Linked DNA regions of Mus musculus: region 1 is linked to region 2. The links are chromatin contacts, called in public promoter capture Hi-C maps. All regions are on one chromosome and are shown on one strand. Each heading gives the region's core, a stretch centred on a gene start, on an enhancer-like site or on the middle of the called end of the contact. The rest is flanking DNA. Distances are from core to core; before and after follow the strand shown. Region 1 holds the start of Pitpnc1 (phosphatidylinositol transfer protein, cytoplasmic 1). Region 2 holds the start of Ccdc47 (coiled-coil domain containing 47).

What was found. Promoter capture Hi-C pulls out the DNA fragments that hold promoters and counts their contacts.
Region 1: a contact with region 2 is called in a promoter capture Hi-C map of erythroid cells, with 2.4 times the contacts expected there. The contact joins the promoter of Pitpnc1 here to the promoter of Ccdc47 in region 2. A contact is called at or near these places in 1 of 39 promoter capture datasets (erythroid cells) and 2 of 9 other capture datasets (adipose tissue and pancreatic islet).

Annotation. Positions count from the first base shown.
Region 1 is chr11:107,467,873-107,472,720 of GRCm38.p6, reverse strand. It overlaps Pitpnc1 (phosphatidylinositol transfer protein, cytoplasmic 1), which reads left to right and starts at 2,001. Exons shown (of 9, transcript NM_001359616.1): 1 at 2,001-2,830. The coding sequence starts at 2,783.
Region 2 is chr11:106,213,434-106,218,114 of GRCm38.p6, reverse strand. Ccdc47 (coiled-coil domain containing 47) reads left to right here and starts at 1,748. Exons shown (of 13, transcript NM_026009.2): 1 at 1,748-1,966. Ddx42 (DEAD box helicase 42) reads right to left here and starts at 1,189. Exons shown (of 18, transcript NM_028074.4): 1 at 959-1,189.

The sequences.
Region 1 (4,848 bases), core at 752-3,251, 1.3 Mb before region 2:
AAAAAGAAAAAAATAATCAAAAACAAAACAAAAAAAAAGAAAAAAAGAAGAAAAAAACAAAAAAAAAGAAAAGAAAAGAAAAGAAAAAGAAAAGTACAGCCAGCCAGCAGTGTCTGTGGGTTCCCTGTCAGTGCATCCACTGTCCCACGGATCAAAACATACTCAGAAACCACTAATGTACGGAACACATGGCAGATGTCCTTACTCTCTGAACAATGCGATATAACAACTATTCACATGCCATGCACATTACATTAGATAGTATTAGCAGTCTAGAGATAATTGGAAATACACAGTAGGAAGCCACTGTGAAGATGATTAAGTGCCATTCTGCTAAAAGGAAAAAAGAAAAAAAAATCATCTTGGGTTCTTTTTGTCTCACAAGCTTCCAATTCAACACTATCAGGTCAAATTTAATGATCTACCTTGAAGGACGGTGGTAGCCTACACCTTTAATTCCAGCACTTGGGAGGCAGAGGCAGGTAGGTAGGTCTCTGAGTTCAAGGTCAGTTTGGACTTCAAAGTGAGTTCTAGGACAACCAGGGCTAGACAGAGAAACCCTGTCTCAAAAACAAAACAAAACAAAATTTCTCAGGGTGTTTGGTTTACCTTTAATTAGCTGCTGTAAATATTTCAGAGCCAACTTTGGGAAGCATTTATCTAGAAAATAGTTTTCTTTCTTTGTCTCTCTTTCTTTCTTTCTTTCTTTCTTTCTTTCTTTCTTTCTTTCTTTCTTTACCAGAATATAAGCTATGTTTAGGGTGTCATTTTCCTAGCAGGCTGGATCATGTTCCCTGAGCTCTAAACTTGGGTCATCTGGACAACATTAGCCAGAGCCCACCCTCATTATGTTGATTAGTGACTTATTGAGCATCATTTTAACATACTATACCATTGAGGCCTGCAGAGTCTGCATTGCCCAATGCAAGCTCTATGGGTGAATGTGGGTCTCCAGAACTCACAAATGCACACACACACACACACACACACACACGTTTGTGTGAACATATGCATCTATGTTTGAGAGCCAGTGATGTTTACACATTATCCTCCTATAGGCAGTGGATGCACTTTTTTCCTCCATTTTTAGGAAAACAAGCTAAAAAAAAAAAAAAAAAAAAAAAAAAACAAACCAAAACCGAATGCCAGACAAATGAAAACCAGACTTCAGCAGTTACATGCTGCTTCCTGAGTAACTAAAGAATGTGCTTCTTGTGGTTAAAATGAGAGATCTGTTTAATATGGATGAAATACCAACACCCCGGGCATTTTTATTGACATTTCACTGTGACTTTTTGAACTTAGGAGTGCTGACACGAAAACCTATTCTTTCTGCTCTGGGAAGCCTGCAGTTGGGATTGCAGAGAGCCAGGGAGAAAGAGGTAGCAGGCAATGCTTCTCTCTCTCTCTCTCTCTCTCTCTCTCTCTCTCTGTGTGTGTGTGTGTGTGTGTGTGTGGTTGCGAGCGCGCACGCATTTTTACTCTGTTTTCACCAACACTGCTGCAGAACTCCGCCTTGAGAGCATGTTAGAAAAACCCATTCTAAAACCATCATTTCTCTTGCTCCGGCCTTGCTTACTCCATCAGAGAGAAAAAAATGTTCGCTGTGAGCATTTGTAAACACGCCCCCAGCCCCAAAGTCAAGGGGCACTAGTGCACTTTGGAAACGGTTTCCAAAGCGACTAAGTAGAGAGCCCTATGGCACCCAGGTTACATTTGAAAACAGATCCAACGTTGTAAGAGTCCAGGATAGCTTCTTTGCGATTCTCTGTTCTCTTTGCGTTAGCTGTTCTAGGTTCTGGGACAGCCCTGGCGTCTGGCAGCAGACGGGAGAGACATGCTGTTTTGTTTAAATCCTCCACATTCTTTGCCATTTCCCCATTGGCCGGATGGGGCTACCCTCCCCGCCGCGGCCGCTGCTGATGTCAGCCTCGTCGCTCTCGCTCCTCCCGCACCCACCTCCCTGCCCCAGGCACACTGCAGCTCGGCGCGGACTCTCCAGTCGCGGCGAGGTGGCTGCAAACTCACGGGCACGCACGGCGCTCTCAGAGCCGAGGGACTCGGGGGAGGGGACGCGCGCAAGCCGCTGGCAGCCAACCGCCTAGGTTGAAGACACCCGGGGCCCAGAGCAGGGCAGAGCCTTGGCGGCTGCGGCTTCCCTTTTCTCTCTCAGCTGAGCTCCGGAGAGACTCGGGGACTGGCCCTAAAAAAGAGCAGGAAATCTTGTTTACCGCCCGGGGAGAGGAGCCCATCGAGCCTTTGTTTGGAAAGTCAGCATCGCCTGCTCCCGCGGCAATGTGTTCCTGGTGACATTAACCCACGGTAGACGGGTAGGAGAAAAAGGGGGCTCGCCAGGTTCAGCTCTGCTTTCGGAGGAGGATCCAGAGGAGACTTTTGTGCGTTTGTTTGAATTTGTGGAAATCCCTTTTCCTCCTCCTTTTGCCTCTCTTGCCCGCCGCCGGGCATGTCCTGATCTGGTGGCCGCGCCTACCAGCCCGGGGCTGCTGATCCGAGCTGTCTCCCGCGGGTCTCCCTCCCTCAGTGCCTGACTTTGCAATACCGAGAGGGCTGATCTCTGCGAGGAAGGAGGCGGGGGAGTCACAGACACCGGGACCCGAAGCTTGACATGCTCCGGGGCGGACCGGAGGCAGTTAGGAGCTGAGCGCACCACCGGGGCTGCTTCGCTTGCCGGTTCCCAGCGTCTTTGCCCTCCTCTGGGCTCCAGCCTTGCTCATCTGTTGGGACGCCCCCTTCTTTCCCGAGGTCTGCGGCCGGCAGGAACATGCTGCTCAAGGAGTACCGAATCTGCATGCCGCTCACCGTGGACGAGGTAGGCACCGCGCCCGGCCTCGCCCGCTCCGGGTCCCCAGCCGCCACCACTCGGCCGGCGGGTCCACTGCGTGCGGCGGGGAAACCCTGGCGCCCAAACCTGGAGGCTGGAGGGGGAGGAGGCAGGGGATTCGCTGTTCCCACTCGTCACCCCAGCAGAGGAAAGGCGGCGTGGGGGTGGGGCGGGGGAGTCCAGGTGAGCTCTTCGGGGACATCTAGAATCAGATTCCTGGGGACCACAATGCGTCACAGGGAGCTGTTGCGCCCCCTCCCTCCAATTAAGCAAATGCACAGAGTATAAGAGCCCAAGCATGCTCTGCAGCCGGAGTATCGGGGTAACCGGCCGTGGTGGTAGCCACTGTCCCCATGTCCTCTTTACAAGGTGGGCTTGCAGGGACAAATTCCGCGCGGGTGGGATCTGCAGACCAGAGTCCCGCCTTGGGGGCATGTGGGAGGCCTGGAGAGGGTCCGTTTAGAACCCGACTTCTTGTCGCCTCCGGTCTAGGCGCTGGCTCCTGCCCAGCCGAGCATCCAGGCTCCCTCCGCGATCTGGATTGTCCTTTGCTGACCGCCTGGCTCGGAAACTTTCTGCGTGTCTCGTTCCTTCCGCGGCGGGGAGCGTGGTCTTAGGAAGAGCCCCAGTGGTGGGGCCTGCGGCGCGGCCACCGGAGGGCGCTCCAGGCCGTCAGGCCGGGCCCTCCTGGCTCTGAGTATCGGGGCTGCAGGGTGGGGGGCTCCCCGCTCAAGGGCTCGGCCTCCACGCGCAGGTCAGCTTGCATTCTTCCGATTCCTTCTCCGCCCCCCGTCCCCCCTATCCGCGAGCTCCGCCATTGAGGAAACAGTGACTCAGTGAGGGTCACTCCGGCCCGGGCTTCCTTTTCGTTCCCCTTTCTCCCCACCTCTTTGGATATTTCATAAGTGCTTTGCGTCTGTCCAGGGACACACAGCCAGAACATGAAGCCAATCAAGGCAATTTGGGAAAGACTCCTGTGGTTTGATGTGGCAACAAATGAAATCAGCGATCCACGACGTATTTGTATTTAAAACCGGTGCATTTAATCTATCAGACATGTGATCTACTCACTACTTTGTGAAAGGGGCCTTGTGCTTTTGTGTTACTCAGACTATGTCTGGCTCCCTGCCCCCCCCCCCACCTCCCAGGGTGGTGGTGGTGGGGGCAATCTTCCTTCTGCATCTGGCGCCAGTGTTAAGGTGAGACCCTAGGACAATCCAAGGTAGGATCAAAGTAGCCTGAAGTTTACAAAACACTTGACACTCTACACTGGCTGCCAAAGACCGAGAGGGATAGCTTAGCCATGCCCCTCTCCCCACCCCCAGCCTTATCAACGAGCGTTTCTGGGGTGGCAGCATTTTGAACTAGGTCTTAAATGGTAGTTAGGTGCCTTATCAATGGGGAAGCAGCATACAGCTTTGTGGAGAATGAAGAAAGGCAAATGAATGGGATTGGACGTGCACACACACACCCCTCCCTGGTGCTGGTGTTTTGTGGACATGCTGTCTTCGCACCTCTGGGACTGCTGAGCAGGACCAGGGCAACCTGGAGGTGTCCGTATGCTTCCACTTCATTTCCTGCTTTGACTGTGGTTAATAGATAGGACTGTGCCATCCTAGGGCGCCAATGGGACTCAGTCAAATATTGAGGCAGGTTCTTTCTATGTAGTCCTGGCTGTCCTACAACTCACTATCTAGCCCGGACTGGCTTCGAACTCACAGAGATCTGTCTGCTGAGTTTAAGTGTATGTCACCGGGCTCAGCCATTCTTCCATGCTAACATCTGTTCATTATCCTGGTTGGTTTCCTTCAGATACTTTGTTAAGCACAGGGCAGCATCTCCCCCCCCTCCCCCCCCCCCCCGCATTTGTTTAAGTATTCAGTGTAATAACTGCATTTGAATGGTTTAGGTGGATGGTTTTTCCTTTCTATTCTCTTTTCCCTCTCTCTCTCTCTCTCTCTCTCTCTCTCTCTCTCCCTCCCTCCCTCCCTCCCTCCCTCCCTTCC
Region 2 (4,681 bases), core at 499-2,998:
CCCACCTGTCAGAACAGGATTGGACTCTACAAAGTTTAAACGAATTAAGACATAACCTACCACCCACGACGGGTGGTGATGCACGCCTTTAATCCCAGCACTTGGGAGGCAGAGGCAGGTGGATCTCTGAGTTCGAGGCCAGCCTGGTCTATAGAGTGAATTCCAGGACAGCCAGGGCTACAGAGAAACCCTGTCTCGAAGGAAGAAAAAAAAGAAAAAGAAAAAGACATAATATCTACTCTACTTAATAATTGTTCAGCTTAATAGCTGTTCAGGTATGTGTAGGAGACAATACAGAAATAACACTTGCAAATAGTAACAACAACAACAACACAGTAGGAAAGCCACAAAACCACAGCCTAAAGGGGTAGGGGTGAAAAGGGAAAAAGCTAAGATGACAGAAAAGTTTATATATGCTTCCAAACTTGACTAGTATAATTTTTTCCTTACGATTCTGATACAGGTTTTCAACCCATATATATTATTCAAATCAGGTAGGCTCAAGTAGGCCGCAAAAAGTTTGTAACTATGGTGATGATGTTAATCATGATCTACTCAAGGTTTCACAAAGATCAATGACTATCACAGCCTTCTAATCTGTCAACCTCCGCTACCGAGACCCTCCCCGCCTCCATTTGTGGGTCCGCAATCCCCAACAGCTACCTACAAGGATCAATACTCCTCCACTGGCTCTCACAGCTTCGGAGCCCAGCACCCTGAAAAATCCCTTCCTGGAGCCCATCAAGCACCGCCTCCGGAAAGCCGCCAAGTGGGCCTCGTTAAGACGTGCAAGGAGCAGAGCCGTGGGAAGGCAACGTAGCTCCAGAGGGCCACCTCGGGGCTCCAGATCGCGTACCCATCCCTGCCCGGACCCCCGCAGCCACCCGGGTCCCCAGGCTCTGCCGATTCTTTGTTAAACGAGGCCGAGGTTCCTCCGCCCTCGCCAGGCCCCAGTTACCTCTCGTGTCCCCCGGGCTAGCGGCACTGCGTCTGGCGAGCCCTTCACCCAAACCCGCTGCCGCGGCTGCAGACGCAGTTGCTACTCCAGTCGGCGCGAAAGAACCCCCGCGGCCCTGCGTACGCGCGGTGCGGGACCGCGTCCAGCCGCGCTCTTCCTCCGCCCCCTTCGCCGCCGCCTCACGGCCCGTTGCTGACTGGGGGTAGGGTGGGGGGAGCGTCTGACATGCGCGCTAAGTAGAGCGCGAGCCGAAGGGTGGGGCTGGGGCTACGGCTGCCGAAAGGCGCCAATTAATGCCGCTCTTCCGATTCCGGAACGCAACATAACTACGTCACACACCCCGGACGGGAATCTGGTCCTGGGTGAGGATTGTGTCTGGGTCGTGTAGTGAGGGAGTCTGCAATGAAGAGAGCCGCGGCGATGGGGAACCGCCCGAAAAACTCAAGGTAATAAGGTGTTGATTGGAAACTTCATTTACATAAGAATGTCCACCTTCCCTTAGCTCTTGTCCCTTGCCAAAAACCAAAGCAACACAAAAAACCCACGACTCGGGCAACATTTCCCTTCATGCCTCTGTCCACATGGCCCCATAGACTATGGCCACCTTTAGCTTCCGGAGCATCCGATCAAAGTGACGTCTACCCGACGGACGGAACCCTACGGGAGAAACGCAGCCTCCGCTAGTTAGAGCACTTGTAGCCCAGGGGACGCTGGGGGTTACGTAATTTTCCCAGCAGCCCTAGCTCGCCTTGCGCGGATGTCCTGAAGGCCGCGCCCCGCCCCCACCCCGCGCGCAGGCGCAAACTAGCTGTACGCATTCTACGTAACGGACGGCTGAAGCTACGTGAAGAGTAGGGTGCCGTGACTGAGCTACCTGTTCTGGGCTGTTCAGTGACATCGCGGCCCGCAGATTATCTTTGCGACCTGAAGACAGAAACCAGACAAAGGCAGGCTGGTTGGAGGTAGTGGCCTCAGGAGCCCCGGGCCCGGTTGCAGCCTCGGGTGCAGGTAGGTAGCGGGGCCATGACATTCCAGTCGGTGTGACCGTGCCAGGCCGAGCGGTGACTAAGTTGCATGGCCGCAGAGCCAGGTACTGTTTCCCTCCTAACCAACCCTTTAAGTCCGGCCGGTGGTGACATGCATCAATACCCTCAACTTATCTTTCCAGAATTAAAAGAAAAAAAAAAAGACTAAACCTCTGTCCATCCTTTTCTGCTCCATTTTATGTTGGGCTTTAGGAAGATTTGGGGGAAGGTTTCGAGTAGATCCCAACCAACAGGACAAAATCTGAGAAAATATCTGGTGTGTAGCCAGAAGAATAAAAGAGCATCGAACTAGGCTTCTCCGTGGTGGACCTAGGACTAGACACTAGAAGTTTCACGGAAGCAACCGCTTCTAGAGTCGACCTTACCCGAAGGTTTCTAACATGCAAGTTATTTGTAACCAACACTTTACTTTGTAAGGTGACAGTAATGTCTACATCATTTCTAGAAATTTCATCATTTTGACTGATGCCACAGAGGCCTGGGAGGACAAGCAATGATTGCTACATATACTCCTTTTTACTGAGAGAGCTTGCGGAAGATAATCAAGATGGGTGTGTTAATGTTGTGCCTGGCTTGGAGTCTAGTGTTTTCTGCTTCAGAAGTCCTAGAGGCTGGATGGCCTGGCAGAGAGCTGTGCATCTGAGAAATGGGTTGACAGGTCCAGCTGAGTCTTATCAGAAAGCCAGTGCACAAATGGCTTGGATAATTTTAACATAAATAACCTTGAGGGAGCCTGTATGAATTCCATTAGAAACACTTCTGTGTTGTGAACACTCCTGGTATAGACTGAAATGGCCAGACTGTCAAATTGACAGGGATATGTAGTTACTTCTGCTTGGACAGGGAGCCACTAAAGCAGACGCTCTTTGTTCTTTGAGGCAGTGCCTCTTACTCTTGCAGGCTGGCCTAATATCACTATGTAGGACAAGGCAGGGCAGGCCACTGGAACTACTATACCTGCCACCACCCCCACCCCCTTAAGTATAGGGTCTCGCTATGTAGTCCTGGCTAGCCTTGAATTTGGACATGTGCCTGCATTTGACTCCTGAGTACTGGGATACCTCACCCACCCTACCGGCCCCTTGGAGCTTTTGAGACAGGGGTCTCCTGAAGCCTGGACTCACTATGTAGAAGAAGATGGCCTTGGACTCTCGGCCTCAGTCTCCCAAGTGCTGGGATTACAGGAGTAAACCGCCACACCCAATCTTATATGGTCCTGCTATCAATTTAGACAGTCTCAACAGCTTGAGTTACATCCCCAGCCTCCCTTTGTAACATTTTAAAAATTACATTAATTTATTTATTTGGGTCAGGCATATATAAAGGGGGAGGTATTATATCGCTGTGCATGGAGAGGTCAGAAGACAACTTCTAGTTTAATCATCAGTCGTAATACACATACCCTATCAGTAATAAAACTCTTACACGCATCTATCCTTTAGGCTGAATTTCAATGCTTAAAAACAGATGTTTATTGTTTTTGTTTTGTTTTTTAGATAATTAAAGATATAGGACTGGTGTTTAGATTAGGGAGCAGAATTGAAAATGTAGCATAAATGCTTTTGTTGGTTGGAAATATTTTTGCATTGTACTCTGTGATTTCATACAAAATCAGTACCTTCAGTCTGAGCCCGTGGAGTAACGTGGTAGTTGGACTGATGCATCTTCTTTCTGTACTTAAGTGTTCACACTTGCGGTGATCTGAGCAAGTGTGTGTTCAGGAGAACGTGTCTGCAGGCCAAACACAGATCTACAGTTGGTCTGTAGGTAAATGGCTGTCTCTTTTAGTACTGATGGTGAAGCCAACCTTATGTATGTCACAAGAATGACAAGAGTTACACTGGCTTCTTTCCAGTCTGCGTGGTTTTTATTTATGGATTATTTTGTAACTATTTACATATCCATAATTGTATCTTATTCTCTATAGTCTTTAGTTCTTTTATAAAGGATTTTTAAGAATAATTTATTTATTTTTATTTTATGCACTTTGGTGTTTTGCCTGTATGCATGACTGTGTGAAGGTGTTGGATTCCCGAGAGCTGGAGTTGCAGACAGTAGTAAGCTGCCATGTTGGTGCTGGGAATTGAACCTGGGTCTTCTGGAAGAGCAACCAGTGCTCTTAACTGTTGACCCATCTCTCCAGACCCTAGAAAGGTTTTAATAGTCTCTCAAAAATACTTTTTTGGTTTTTTGAGACAGGGTTTTTCTGTATAGCCCTGGCTGTACTGGAACTCACTCTGTAGACCAGGCTGACCTCAGACTCAGAAATCCACCTGCCTCTGCCTCCCAAGTGTTGGGATTAAAGGCGTGTGCCGCTATGCCCGGCTTCAAAAATATTTTTGAGGGGGGAAAAAAAACTATGGAATGTATAATATACAGAAAGATTTTAGAGAATTGAACCAAAAGAAATCAATTGTGTATCCTTGTTTTTACTGATAGGATCTGGATAGACCCCATACCTCTTGGCTTCGGCTCATTGTTTCCTTTACGTAGGGCTTTCAGAATCCATGAGTATTGAGGAAGAGAAAAGCAGGAGGCATTTGTGAGATTGTTTTATTTTTCTAAGTAAGGGTCAGCCTGTAGGCAGGCCTTGCCTTGGACTTCTGATCCTCTTTCTACCTCCCAAGTAATGGGATCACAAGCATGTACCACAACTCCTACCTGGCTCTTAAATGAC